Regions from separate parts of the Sus scrofa genome. Here region 2 is linked to region 1. A link is a contact called in public Hi-C data. All regions are on one chromosome and are shown on one strand. Each heading gives the region's core, a stretch centred on a gene start, on an enhancer-like site or on the middle of the called end of the contact. The rest is flanking DNA. Distances are from core to core; before and after follow the strand shown. Region 1 overlaps PARD3 (partitioning defective 3 homolog). Region 2 holds the start of PARD3 (partitioning defective 3 homolog).

What was found. Hi-C and Micro-C count contacts between places; a contact is called where the count stands out from the background.
Region 2: a Hi-C map of skeletal muscle shows a contact between it and region 1, with 3 times the contacts expected there. The contact joins the promoter of PARD3 here to the enhancer-like site in region 1. A contact is called at or near these places in 1 of 5 promoter capture datasets (liver), 12 of 47 Hi-C or Micro-C datasets (adipose tissue, embryonic fibroblasts, fetal liver and 3 more) and 1 of 2 datasets of contacts at active chromatin or transcription factors (skeletal muscle).

The regions. Positions count from the first base shown.
Region 1 is chr10:57,500,477-57,506,615 of Sscrofa11.1, reverse strand. The region is part of intron 1 of PARD3 (partitioning defective 3 homolog); the gene reads left to right. Among named protein-coding and RNA genes, the nearest start is that of PARD3, 97 kb to the left of the region's middle. Within about 2 kb of position 2,180, at least 28 of the 83 cell types and tissues checked have an H3K27ac peak or open chromatin away from gene starts, as enhancers often do. A contact at or near this core is called in adipose tissue, liver and skeletal muscle, where this site is marked.
Region 2 is chr10:57,598,135-57,604,273 of Sscrofa11.1, reverse strand. PARD3 (partitioning defective 3 homolog) reads left to right here and starts at 3,759. Exons shown (of 26, transcript XM_021064231.1): 1 at 3,759-3,973. The coding sequence starts at 3,854. It overlaps LOC106507921 (a long non-coding RNA gene), which reads right to left and starts at 3,420. Exons shown (of 3, transcript XR_001304304.2): 1 at 2,470-3,420.

The DNA of each region.
Region 1 (6,139 bases), core at 931-3,430:
GGTAGAATTGGAGCTGCAGCCTCCCGCCTACACCACAGCCACAGCAATGTGGGATCTGAGCCCCACATGTAACCTACACCAGAGCCACAGCAACGTGGGATCTGAGCCACGTCTGCAACCTACACCACAGCTCACGGCAACACCGGATCCTTAACCCACTGAGCAAGGCCAGGGATCGAACCCGTGTCCTCATGGATGCTGGTCGGGTTCGTTAACGGCTGAGCCACGATGGTAACTCCGGGATCTCCACTTTTAATTCTCAAAGAGTGTTTCCCAACAGGGCCGCAAGAGTTTTATTCTGGCAACAGTGTAGGATGTTGGGATGGAGAGAGGAGAGACTGGAGACAGAGCAAAATCTCAAAGGCTTCAAAATGTCCATAAATCATTTTCTGCTTATAAACTTGGACGGATGGTTTTTGATTAAGAAAACAAACACAGCAATCTCCCTGGTTGCTGTGCTCGGACTTGTTTCAGTTAAATGAATTTCCACTTCCTTCCAAGCACAGGCTGGGCATCCTTCCTGCTTTCAGGCTAAAGCCGCCAAGAAGGACAGGCCTGCTTGGGGTCCAGTAGAAGTTGCCCTGCCTGCAGAGGAGGGTGGTCTGGACAGCAGGGCTTGGAAGCTGTCAGGGCCCTCTGAGCAGGTGAGAAGGTGCCACACGGATCATCAGAACGGGCAGCTCCTCCTGAGGCCCAGCCTCTCCAGGCCCTGAACCTGCCCGTTGCCCACCTGATTTTCCTCTCGCTCCTCCCCGACCCCCTTCGTGTATTCTTGGTTCCTGCAGGCATGTGAGCTTGGGACTCTTGCGCCAAAGTGTTTGTTTTTTAATTTTTTTAAAAAAATTTAAAAATTAAAAATTATTTGTTTAATATTATTTAAGTAGAGTTGATTTAGTGTTTCTTCAAGTTCTGTGGTACAGCAAAGTGACCCAATCACACACATGTCCCTCTGCGCCAAGGTGTTTAAATGTGACTTTTCCGAACACCGGCCGAACCCGGCAGGCTGTGTGAAGGGGGAGCGGGTCGTCTGGTTTTTGTGGCTCAGCATGGTACCGTGCTAAGGGAGTGGGGCCCTTGGTCTGGTGCCGCCTCTCTGTGATTACAGATGGGAAAGGCCAGGCCTTGGAATTGCCCGAGCTCGAGCAGCTAGTTATCAGCACAGCAGGGACTAGAGCTGAGTCCTAGTCTGCAGAAACCCATAGGAAGCTGCCCGCCATGAGGACTCCGGGACCCTGTGTTTGTGGGAGAGGCCCCTCCCAGGTCCGGGCTCAGGGAGGGCGCTGTACAAACAGTCCTGGCCTTTCTCGTATGGCTAAGAGAGAACAGCTTTTGTTTTAGGAAACTACTAGCTCCTAAGTATATAAAAATAGTTATCACTGAGAGCTTTAGGGAGCTTTGGGAAGTTGCACTGCATCTGGCTCAGAAACACTTGGCTGCTGCTGGTTAAACTGAGGCATAAGTCCACGAGGTGCTAATTGATGATCTATATACTGACCCTTCAAGCTGGGAGGAACTTGGACCAAATCTCAGTCTCGAGAAGTTGATGCTTAGATGCTGCATTTAGCTACTGCATGGCCGCAAACAGGGGGAACAGAGGGTTTCTTTTTAAACCGTGACAGTAGACTCAGCCCACCCCAAGCAGATACTCTTCTGGGTTGCAGAGAACCTTGTTGTGCAGTCACTACCCTTGTGGGAGGTGGGAGAGCTCACAGTGTTGGTTTCCAGAAGAGTGGGTCCGAGGTGGGGGGCGGAGAGCAGTTAAGAAAGCTCCCCAGGTATTTCGGATGATGTATAGAGGACGCCCTCCGCACACCCTCCCTCCGTTTTGAATAGATTGACTGTATAGAGCTGTGCCCCTCAAAGGGGAGGTTTGACAATGTACAATACTCCACACAGTTGAGGAAGGGACTTTTTTGGAACATCCTGGCTATAACAATAGTAGCTAAACTGGCTGAGCGGTGCCTAAATGCCCTGAGCTCTTTTAACTGCTTTGAAGGTTTCCACTGCTTTCATCAGTTTAACTGCTCTGTGCGTTGGGGACTCTTTCTTGTTCCATTTCTCAGCCGAGGGAAGGAAGGCAGAGACAGGGTCAGGAGTTGGCTCCAGCGAGGTTCAGAGCCTGGGCGCTACCTCCGGGACGCTCTGCCTTGTGCTGAAGCAGCTCCCTTCCAATTGAGGAACCTCCGAAGCCACTTAGCTCATGAGGCTGATTCAGAGCCTTGGCATTTTCCTGCTGGGGCACTTGCTCCGCAGCACGTCTTTGTCCCTTGGATCAGGACATCCAGAACCCTGGGGATGTTGCAGGGGTTCCGGAAATGCCTCCGGCCGGGCTGACTTCCCCAGGCGCCCTTCCCCACCCCTCACCATGGTGCTCTGCCTTGAGGGGCAGTAACTGGGCATAGCAGTAACGAACAAAAACGTCTCACGGTATGTGGCCAATTTAACTTACATATGCATACGTAAATTAAGATAATATATGCATATTATTTCACTGTAGTATTTCCTGTGGTTCTATATGCTATGTTTACTGTGACAGTAATCAAATTATTTAAAATAATTTATGGAGGTTAGGAACAGGGCAGTGTCTTACATATTGTTTAATTTTTACAAGGAAATTTAGAAATTGACTAATCAGTTTAGAAACATGTTGCTAGCAAATAGAGAAATGTATGACCTTTAAAAAATTAGTCATCTAGGAGAACCAAAGGGGGAATGAATAGCACCCTCTGTGTCATTACAAGAGAGTGGATGGTCGTACAAACCGTTACACCTGGGCGTGATTTGGAGGGACATTTTAACTGCGTGGCTTTGTAGACCATGGTACAGCTTCCGAATGCTCTGCATAGTTTGTTTCCCCCCCCTGCAGAAGTGTTTTATAAGGAGGGATATTTTAAATGCTGTTGGGTTTGTTTTGCAGCATCTTTCCAATTGCCTTTTTCTCATGAACACGTGAGCGGCTTCTAATTTCTGATTAATCTGTTCCCATGCTGAATATGAAGTTTCAGTTAAGAAGGCGTTTCTGCCTTGTTGGGGTGCAGGACTCTTTCCCTTTGTGGAGGAAAGGAACCTCTGCTCCAGAGTGCCCTCTGCTGGTGGCTCTGGGTTTTAGTAGCAGTCCCAGAGCCATCGCCCTGGAAGTAACAGACACAGGAACTTGAGAGTCAAACACTCTACGGTGGCCCCCTCTGCCCTGTATTTAGAGTGTAAGACAGGCCCCCCATTCCCCGCCCCAGGAGGAAGCAGCCCTGTCCAGGTCCTGTGTCCCTGCGGAGTTACCAAGCCAGCACCTTCAGGGCCTCTGCTGCATCACTGTGGTCAATACTTGAGCATGTTTTAAAACAGTGTACTAGGCTAATGCAACATTTATGAGGGCCTTGGGTTTTTTTTCCCCTCCAAGCAGGGAAACGAGCTGTGCTAAGTGGGAAGTTTAAAACTTTTCTTGACCTAATAAAGCCAAAGACTAATTACTCTGATCTGATTGATACCTAATACATTTTAGTTTTTACTTTATTTTATTTTTTATTTTTTTATCTTTATAGGGCCGCACCCACAGCATATGGAGCTTCCCAGGCTAGGGGTCTAATCAGAGCTATTGCTGCCGGCCTATTTCCACTGTGCCATGACGGGAACTCCACATTTTGGTTTTTAAAGGATTGTTTGGAATATTCAGTGATCTGAGCTGAAAGAAGTTCAAAGAAGAGCACCTTAACTGTGACAGATAAAATCTGGGGAGTCAGTAAGGCATCACGTTCATTTAAGGGTTTCTACACAGGCAGAGGCAGACGATGTGAAGTTAAGTGTTTTTGAGATGGAGGCTTTCAGCATGTGTCTGGGCATGAGGAGGGAGCGGACTGACCACTGGGGCACCGTGTCGAACCGCGAGCCTGCTTGACCCCGCTCCCACTGGAGATGGAGCAGCCAGGCTGGTCTGCCAGGCAGGATGCCTCTGGGGATGTTTCCTGTCATTGTGATTGATGGGGACCCTGTGCAGAAGCATTGAGCCAGTTTATTCTTTTTTTGTCTTTTTCCCTTTTCTAAGGCCACTCCCGCGGCATATGGAGGTTCCAAGGCTAGGGGTCAAATCAGAGCTATAGCTGACGGCCTACACCACAGTCACAGCAACGCCGGATCCGAGCTGCATCTGCAACCTACACCGCAGCCCACGGCAACGCCGGATCTTTAACCCACTGGGCAAGGCCAGGGATCGAACCCGAAATCTCATGGTTCCTAGTCGGATTCGTTAACCACTGAGCCACGATGGGAACTCCTGAGCCAGTTTATTCTTAAATATGTGGTAGGTAAACTAGAACTTGTTATCGCTGCAGGTGACGTCCTCTCGAAGGGGTGGGGGTGAGGGACAGAGTGGGGGGGTGAGATCCTACTTATTACTATTTAGAAAATAACAAGTTAGCGTTTTTCTAATGTTAGCGTTTAGTCATTTGTGATTTAATATATGCTTGATTGAAGGTATTGGCATAACCCCGATACACATTTTTTTATCCAATTCAGCTTGGCAGGGCTCCTTAATGCTCTATTTGTATCTTCTGTTAGATACTGAGTCCACCTCCCTGTTAGACTCTGGATTCCTTCTTTGACCCTGTCCTCAGGGGTGCAAGCGCGGCTTCTGACAGCTGCAGGAGATGCGGTCCGGCGGCGTCTGTGACTGGGGCTGTGGCACCGCAATGCCTGCTCTCCTGTTGACCCTGTCCAGGCTGAGCACCCCAGTCACCTGCCCGACCCTCGCACATGTCGGACACGCTTAGGGAGACCCCTTCCGCCCCCCGCCCCACTCTCTTCTTCTTAATTTATTATTATTATTATTTTTTTTTTTTTTTTTGCTATTTCTTCGGGCTGCTCCCGCGGCATATGGAGGTTCCCAGGCTAGGGGTCGAATCGGAGCTGTAGCCACCGGCCTATGCCAGAGCCACAGCAACGCGGGATCCGAGCCGCGTCTGCAACCTACACCACAGCTCACGGCAACGCCGGATCATTAACCCACTTAGCAAGGGCAGGGACCGAACCCGCAACCTCATGGTTCCTAGTTGGATTCGTTAACCACTGAGCCACAATGGGAGCTCCCAGGGAGGAAATTTAATTTGAATGTTAGAATCCCTGTTAGTTTTAGAATGCCATCTCCTCACCTCTGGAATTGATTTCTTCTGGTTGCCGGTGGTCTTTGTGAAGAGTGGACATTGCCTAGGGTTTACCTGTAACCAAGTCAAGTTTGCTTCAATGGCATATCTTCTATGTAAGCTTTGTCAGGGGTGCTTGAATATGTGGTGTCGAGTTAGAATAAACGGGTCACCCTTCTCAGTATTTCTATTGCCTTTCTGCTATGATGGAGCACAGAGGGGGAACGGATGTCCTCTAGGTAGTCTGTTGAGTTTTTTCTTTTTAGTTTATAATGTTGCGACATCTCACTAAGGGAGAGTGGAAGATGTTAAAGGCAAGTTATTTCATTTAAATTATGATGGATTTTGCCTTTCTAGATAACTGGACACATTTTAAGGACATTGGTGGTATATATTTGTATGTCTGTAGGTTTTATCTTAGGTGAGTTGAGAAGAATTCCTGACACAGTACAAAATGGCATCATTTCCAAGACGGTTTTTCTTTTTTTAAAGTAAGCGGAAAGAAAGGAAAACGAATGCCAGGCATCCATACTCTATTTGTAGTCACCTGTGGGGGAAATTGTTTTGCAACCTAACTTGCACCACAAACTGAAATTCTGGTGCCCGTCCCCTTGTTTGCGGGTCCATCCAAAACAGGGACAAGTTTTTGCAGGCATGTCACGTGACTGCGGGGCAGGCCCGCACAGAGGCTTTGTGTCAAAACAAACACTCGTTGAGGCCAGATGGGCTTTGCCTCATGTTTGGCATCATGGATTTTCAGTAAGAATGGGCTCCAGTGTTGCAGTTCACACACGAGCATGGGCTGATTTTATGCTAATTCAGTCCAGTGTTTGTTCCTCTGCCGAGTCGGGAACGTGGACGTGTCTTAGTGGCAGGAGGCGGGGAGGGCTGTGCTGGGCAGGCGATGGAAAGGTGGGGGCCGCTTGCCTTGCTCACAGGGACACAGGTCCGACGGGATTTCTGTTTTCCTTGTTGAGTCTTATGGACCTGCTGTCTCGTTTAGCTTT
Region 2 (6,139 bases), core at 2,510-5,009, 96 kb before region 1:
GCAGACCCTGAGGACAGGGTGATAAACAGCATAGAAGAGATTTTTGCTCGAATTAAGATTACATTCCTGTGGAAGAAACAGGCAGTTAATCAGTAAGCAGGTAACTGCAGAATGTGTCAGGTGGTGACATGTACTACGGAGAAAAATAAAGCAAGGGGGACAGAGATGGACAGAGGAGAGCTGTTGTTATTCTACATCGTGGGGGGGGGTGTCAGGAAATGCAACAGTGACATTGGGCAGAGGCCCCAAGGAAGTGAGCAAGAAGCCAAGCAGATTCTGGGGTGAAGGGCATTCGACTCCCCCAGGGAACAGCAGCTGCAAAGGCCCAGAGGAGGGGGGATCTCAGCCTGCTTCAGGATCAGCAGGATCCTAGGTGTTGAGCAGACAGTGAGGGGAGTGGAAAAGGTTTGGGCATTCTGGGGGGTCAAGGAGCCCCCGTAAATCACTGTCAGGACTTTGGTTTCGCCTCTGCATCAGAGGGAGGGCAGCGCAGGGCTCCAAGCAAGGCAGAGCCTGGCTCACAGTCACCCGTTTGAGAGAAGGGCTGGACAAGGCAGGGCATCCATTGTGCTGGCAGCACGGAGACTTCTTGCTGCTGCGGTTCTGGGTCCAGGATGGGATCCACCGTATCACGCTCACCTGAGCAAACTTCCCATCTACTGAGACCCTGAACAGATGACATTCCAAAGCACCAGAGCCAGATTTTGAAACTGAACTCCCAGCTTAGCAGAGTAACTTGACAGAGGAGGGGAGGATGAGTCAGCCATTTGAAATCAGGGACAGAGCAGCAGCAGGGCTGGGTGTGCCCTGGTCCAGTGCACCTGAATTATTGCCTAGAATGCCACAGCCTGGGCACTGGATTTCGTCAAAGACCAATCTCACTACCACTCACCTCCTCTGACCTAAGCAGGTCTGGCTCTGGGTGAGGGGTGGGGGTGGGGTTGGGTTGGGGGGGCCTGGGAAGGTCTCAGGTTGGTACTAGAAGATTTAAGGTTACAAATGTGCTTGCTTGATGTTTCTCTTGGACAGAGTCCCTCTAGATGGTCTGCTTCTACCTCTCCCTCTTTCCTCTCCCAGGAGTGAGCACTTCCTCTGGGTACCACCACCATCCTTGATGTGTAGCATCTATCATCCTCTGGTGGCCACCTGTTGACGTCTGAAACCTTTACCAGACTGGGCACCTCTTGAGGGAGGAACTTACATCCCCAGCCTGCAATACAGCGCTTGCTACAAAATAGGTAGACAATCATTATCTGGTGAATACAGATCCAATTCTTCTTTAGACTGAACGTGTGAGAGGTTAGGCATATGACATTGCCAATGGCATCTTAAGGATAACAGTGAAAGGCATTCCACATCTGTTTCAAATACTTCAGAAATAATAATTTCCAAAATGTAACTGAGTTTTAAAAACACCTGTGTTTTCTTTATCCCTAATTATTAAAATGTTCTAACGGTAAGATACTAGGCCAGAGATCGAACACACATCCTCATAGATATTAGTCTGATTTGTTTCTGCTGCGCCACAATGGAACTCCCTATGATCATATTTTTAAAAACCTGTCTAAACCCTTATTAACTATTGAATAGTGGAAGGAGTTGATGTAAATAAAGTGGCACATCTCTTTTGTGAAGGCAGGCCTCCCTCCGCAGTACGGCCCTAAACCTTTTGCTGGCACTTGATAATGTCTTGAATTACAGTTATTGGAGTAGCTATCTTATTCCAAAATCTATATTTTTCTTAGTCCCTTTAAAAATTCTGTAACATTTAGCCAATGTTTTCCACATGGAAGGTCTTCTCTGTGTGTGGAATCAAATTGAAGTGAAGCCAGGACAGGCCTGAGAGTCATGAGGCCCTGGTCCAGACACTGCACAGCTGTATCATCAGTCCAGCAATTTCTCTGAGCCTTGGTCTCCTCCTCCCCCTCTCTCCCTTCCTCCCCAGCATCATCCTTTGCTGGCCTGTCCTGACTTTGTTACCCTTCAGGATCTGAACCTAGATGCCAGCGACGTCTGATGTCCTCTGGCTGTTCTTGAACTTGCCTTTCAATCAGTATACTCCTCCCTCCCCAAAGCATCAACACAGAAACAATGTCTCTAATTATCAGGAATTGCCACTGTGGAGCCAAACATTAATACAAGAAGCAAGAAGACCTCAGCCAGTTGTCATCGCTGTCACAAACTGATCACTGTGTAGAAGTGTTGTACATTGCAGCTAAACAGAAGAGTATGAAAGCTTTTTCTGTGAATGCATGGAAGGAAACCTGGGTTCTCTTGCTGGGTCTGCCTCATGTTTTCTCTGTGGCCTTGGGCAAGTGATTTCAACACTCCCTAGTATCCTAGGGTAAGGTGAGATGATGACATGTGGTATCTACTCATGGCCCTGCTTTGCAAGGACAACTGATTGTATTGGTCAACGGCTGGAGATGAGAGGAAGTACAATGTTTTACAGGACAAATTGCACTATACCTGGGGCAGTGGACAGTGCAGGGATCCTGGAAAGCAGATGAATCTCTGTCCTGGTTCCTTATTTTGAAATGGCAGGTAGACGGTCCCCAGCGCTTCCTGCTTTACGTGCTGAAGCTCTACTTGAGCTCAGGGAGCTGTCGCCTGCTTCCACACACCCTAGACAAGCTGGCAAAAATAAATCCACCATCGTTTGGGACAGACGTGGGCCTGCGTCTTTGCTGACATTTGCCATTCTTTCAACACAATGACACACAGTTGTGAGGAACACGAAGATTCCTGCCATAACTGAGACAAGAGTGGCCCGTCAGTTACTTTTCTTGACCTGGCCCCTGTTCCTCTAAACTGTCGCCTGTCGCCACGCAGGTAACTCCTTGCGGCGCTGCTTTTCCCTCCTGGGCTGAGGTGCCCGCGCTCCGCGCCGGCCTTCTCAGTGTTATTGTTCGTAACTTCGCGTTAAGATTGCTTGGGCTGCAGAATTTTAAGGAATAAAACGATCTGAATTGCTGATGTTGGAGTTGCAGACGCTGAAGCGGGTGGGTCACCGCGGGGTCACAGGAGCCTCAAGGTAAATAGTGGTCTCGGAAGAAAGCCCCCACCCCCCGCCCCGCCCCGCCCCCTCATTTCGGCCGGCGGCGCGTCGCCTGGCGCTCCAAGGAGTCGGGGAGTGGGGGGACCGGGCGGGAGCACCCTGCCCGCCCTCCGGGGCGCGTCGAGTCCGCCGCGATTCCGCCCGGGGCCCTCCAGCCGAGGAGGGGCATTCACGGCGACAAAGGAACGGGGGCTCCGGAGAGCTTGCGGGAGGCGGGGGGGCCGGGCGTCCGCGAGGCGGGCCGGCGGGGGCAGCGGCGCCCGAGCTGGGGGTCGGCGGTGGGGAGGGCGCGGGCAGAGGGAGGCGGCGGTGCGCTCCACCCCGCGCCCCGGCGCCGCGTGTGCACAGTGTTGTGGGCCCGCTGCGCCCCTCCCTCCCCCTCCGCGCCCCTCCCCTCGCGTCCCCTCCCTCCCCTCCGCGCCGCTCCCCTCTCCGCGCCTCCTCCCTGCCCCTCCCCTCGCCGCCGTCCCCTCCCCCGCGGCCGCGATCGAGCGCCGCGCCAGCGCCACACGGCCCCGCCGCCGAGCGCGCCGACACTCCGAACAGGTGGCCGGAGGCTGCGGCGCCGCGCGGGCACAGGCGGGCGAGCCTCGGGCCAGGCCAGGCGAGGCGAGGCGAGGCAAGGGCGGCGGGCCGGGCATGCGAGCCGATTGGGCCCCCGGCCCCGGCCCCTAGCCTCGCGCCCGCGCCGCGCCCCGCGCCCCGCGTGCAGCCGCCCGGGCCCCGGGCGCTCCGGCCTCTCCGGCCGCGGTCAGCGAGGGGCGCGGGCCGGCCCGCGGCGACGGCGGCGGCGGCATGAAAGTGACCGTGTGCTTCGGGAGGACCCGGGTGGTCGTGCCGTGCGGGGACGGCCACATGAAAGTTTTCAGCCTCATCCAGCAAGCGGTGACCCGCTACCGGAAGGCGATCGCCAAGGTGAGGGGCCGGGGGCGCGGGCGGGGGCGGGCGGCGGAGGGGGCGGAGGAGGGGAGGAGGAGCGGGAGGAGGGAAGGCGCCGGGATCAACATGGCGCTTCCTGGAAGGGGAGGAGGAGGCGGAGGCGGGGAAAGGAGCGCGCGCGGCCCGCCCGGCCTGCGCCCCCTGCCCGGGCTGCGGGCCGCAAACTTGCCTGCGCCCGGGCCGCGGCCCCCGGCCCCCTCCCCTCCCCCGGCGCCCGGCCGCCGCCGCCCGGAGCCTCCCGGGAGCCGAGCTCGAGCCGCGCCGGAGCGCGCGGAGCCCGGCCGGACGCCTGTTCCCGGCTGTGGACTGCGGCTCCGGCTCCCCGCCCAGGCCCGCGGGCGGAGGCCGGCCCAGGGAACTTTTCTGGCGGAGAAGAGTTCGCTCCGCGCGCTGGGACAGTGGCTCGCCTGTGCCTCCGGGCCCCGCCGGGCGGGGGGAGCCGCTCCTGCCCCCCGGGCGGGGGTCCCGCGGGGTGGGGGCGCGGCGCGGGGACCGACCCGCTCCCTCTGGCTCGCGAGCGTCGCTGGAGCCCAGCGCCTCGGTGACCGAGAGGCCCCGGAGCACGGCTCCTTGAAGGAGCACAGCCCCGAAATCGGTCACCGGATTGCCGAGTTGACTGACTGCAACTAGGTCCACGCGCACGGGGGCTGCGGGGCCACGGCCGGGTGTGGAGTAGCGTTCTCCTCGTCCCCGTGGAGTGGTAACATTGTCTCCACTTCGCTGCATTCCTCTACAATGTGTCAGAAGTGGAAAGGCGTTTTGTTAAAGTGTTGCATCGTCTGTGTCTGTTTGACAACAGCCCACGCCTCCCAAGTTTTTCTCAGGCACCTGAGGATATTGTCTTTGCCGCAGAGCAGCGTTCGGTGGAAAGCATATTCACTTTTAAAATTTCCTTTTTGTCCCCGACGTTGGAGTGGTTTGGGTCCTGGGGGTTTGGGGGTCACAGTTAAGGGGGACGGTGGCTTTGTCAAGACTGATCGCGTGTGAGTATCTCTGACATTAAGAGGAAAAAACCCTTTTTACACTGTTGTTTTTAGTGTGGAGAAAAACTAGAATAAAACTGGCCTTTTAAAGAAAATCTTGGGGACGTTTAAGAACCTGACACAATGATGGAAGATGTTGACTTAACAGCTCTAAAGTGTTCCTTACAGTTGAACTCTTTTATTGAGAAACCAAATAAAATTAGTGGAAATTGGGTACTCGTTTGTCTTGAAACAGTCGAAGGGGAAAACCCCTCTAAACCTACACTCACATTTAAAGGGTTGTTTATGAATAATCATAGAAATCACTTCTGTGATCGCAACGTTCTAGATCAGTAATCAGGTTGCACATGTACTCGGGAAGCCAACAAAATCGTGAAGAGAAAGAGACATACAATAATAACATACATTCTGCACTGTGCCCAGGTTCCTGAGTAGGGAGGAGTGATTGGCATTTCTTTGCTTATATGCTTAATTTAAAATTTACATGCTTGAAATTAGTCATTTACATGCTTAAAATTAGTCATATTTCGTTATGCACACGATGCAAGTTGCTTGAACAGCTTGTTTGGAAGATAGAAATGTAGTTGGCTGATTGAGTCATCTATACCTTCCATGGACATTCTTCAGCATTCGCCACGTCCAAGGCATTGTTTTGGGGGCTGGACATCTGAGGGACCCATAGGCAGCTGGTGGAAACTGGATGGTGAGAGTCTAGGAAAGAGGCTCCATGGTCCGGGTGAAGGCAGCCAGGTGTGCGTGCCTGTTGTGGTGCAGTGGGGAGAAAACCCTAGGGTGTCTAGAGTGTCGGGTAGCTGAGTTGAGAGGCTTTGATGATGGATCTGGGTCTTGTGTGCAGGCTTCAGGGGTGGCTGTCTCACAGAGACTGAGAACATGGAAAAGGGAGCACGGGTTTCTGAAGGGAGCCTGGGAAGGCACCCTAAGGGGTGGAGCCTAAGCGTTTTGAAGGGTAGGTACGAGATTGATTACCTGGTAGGGAAGGAAGGAAGGGTGATTCTCAGTGAGTGATGGTGTTGTTGGAGGTGGACGTAAATGACTCGGAGATGATCCCCAAATTATTTTAATTCACTTTAAGTGCAACTCACTGCTCAGCAGGTACATTTTTAAATGGGCTTTCCAGTCTTCAAAGTTCAGCCATTGG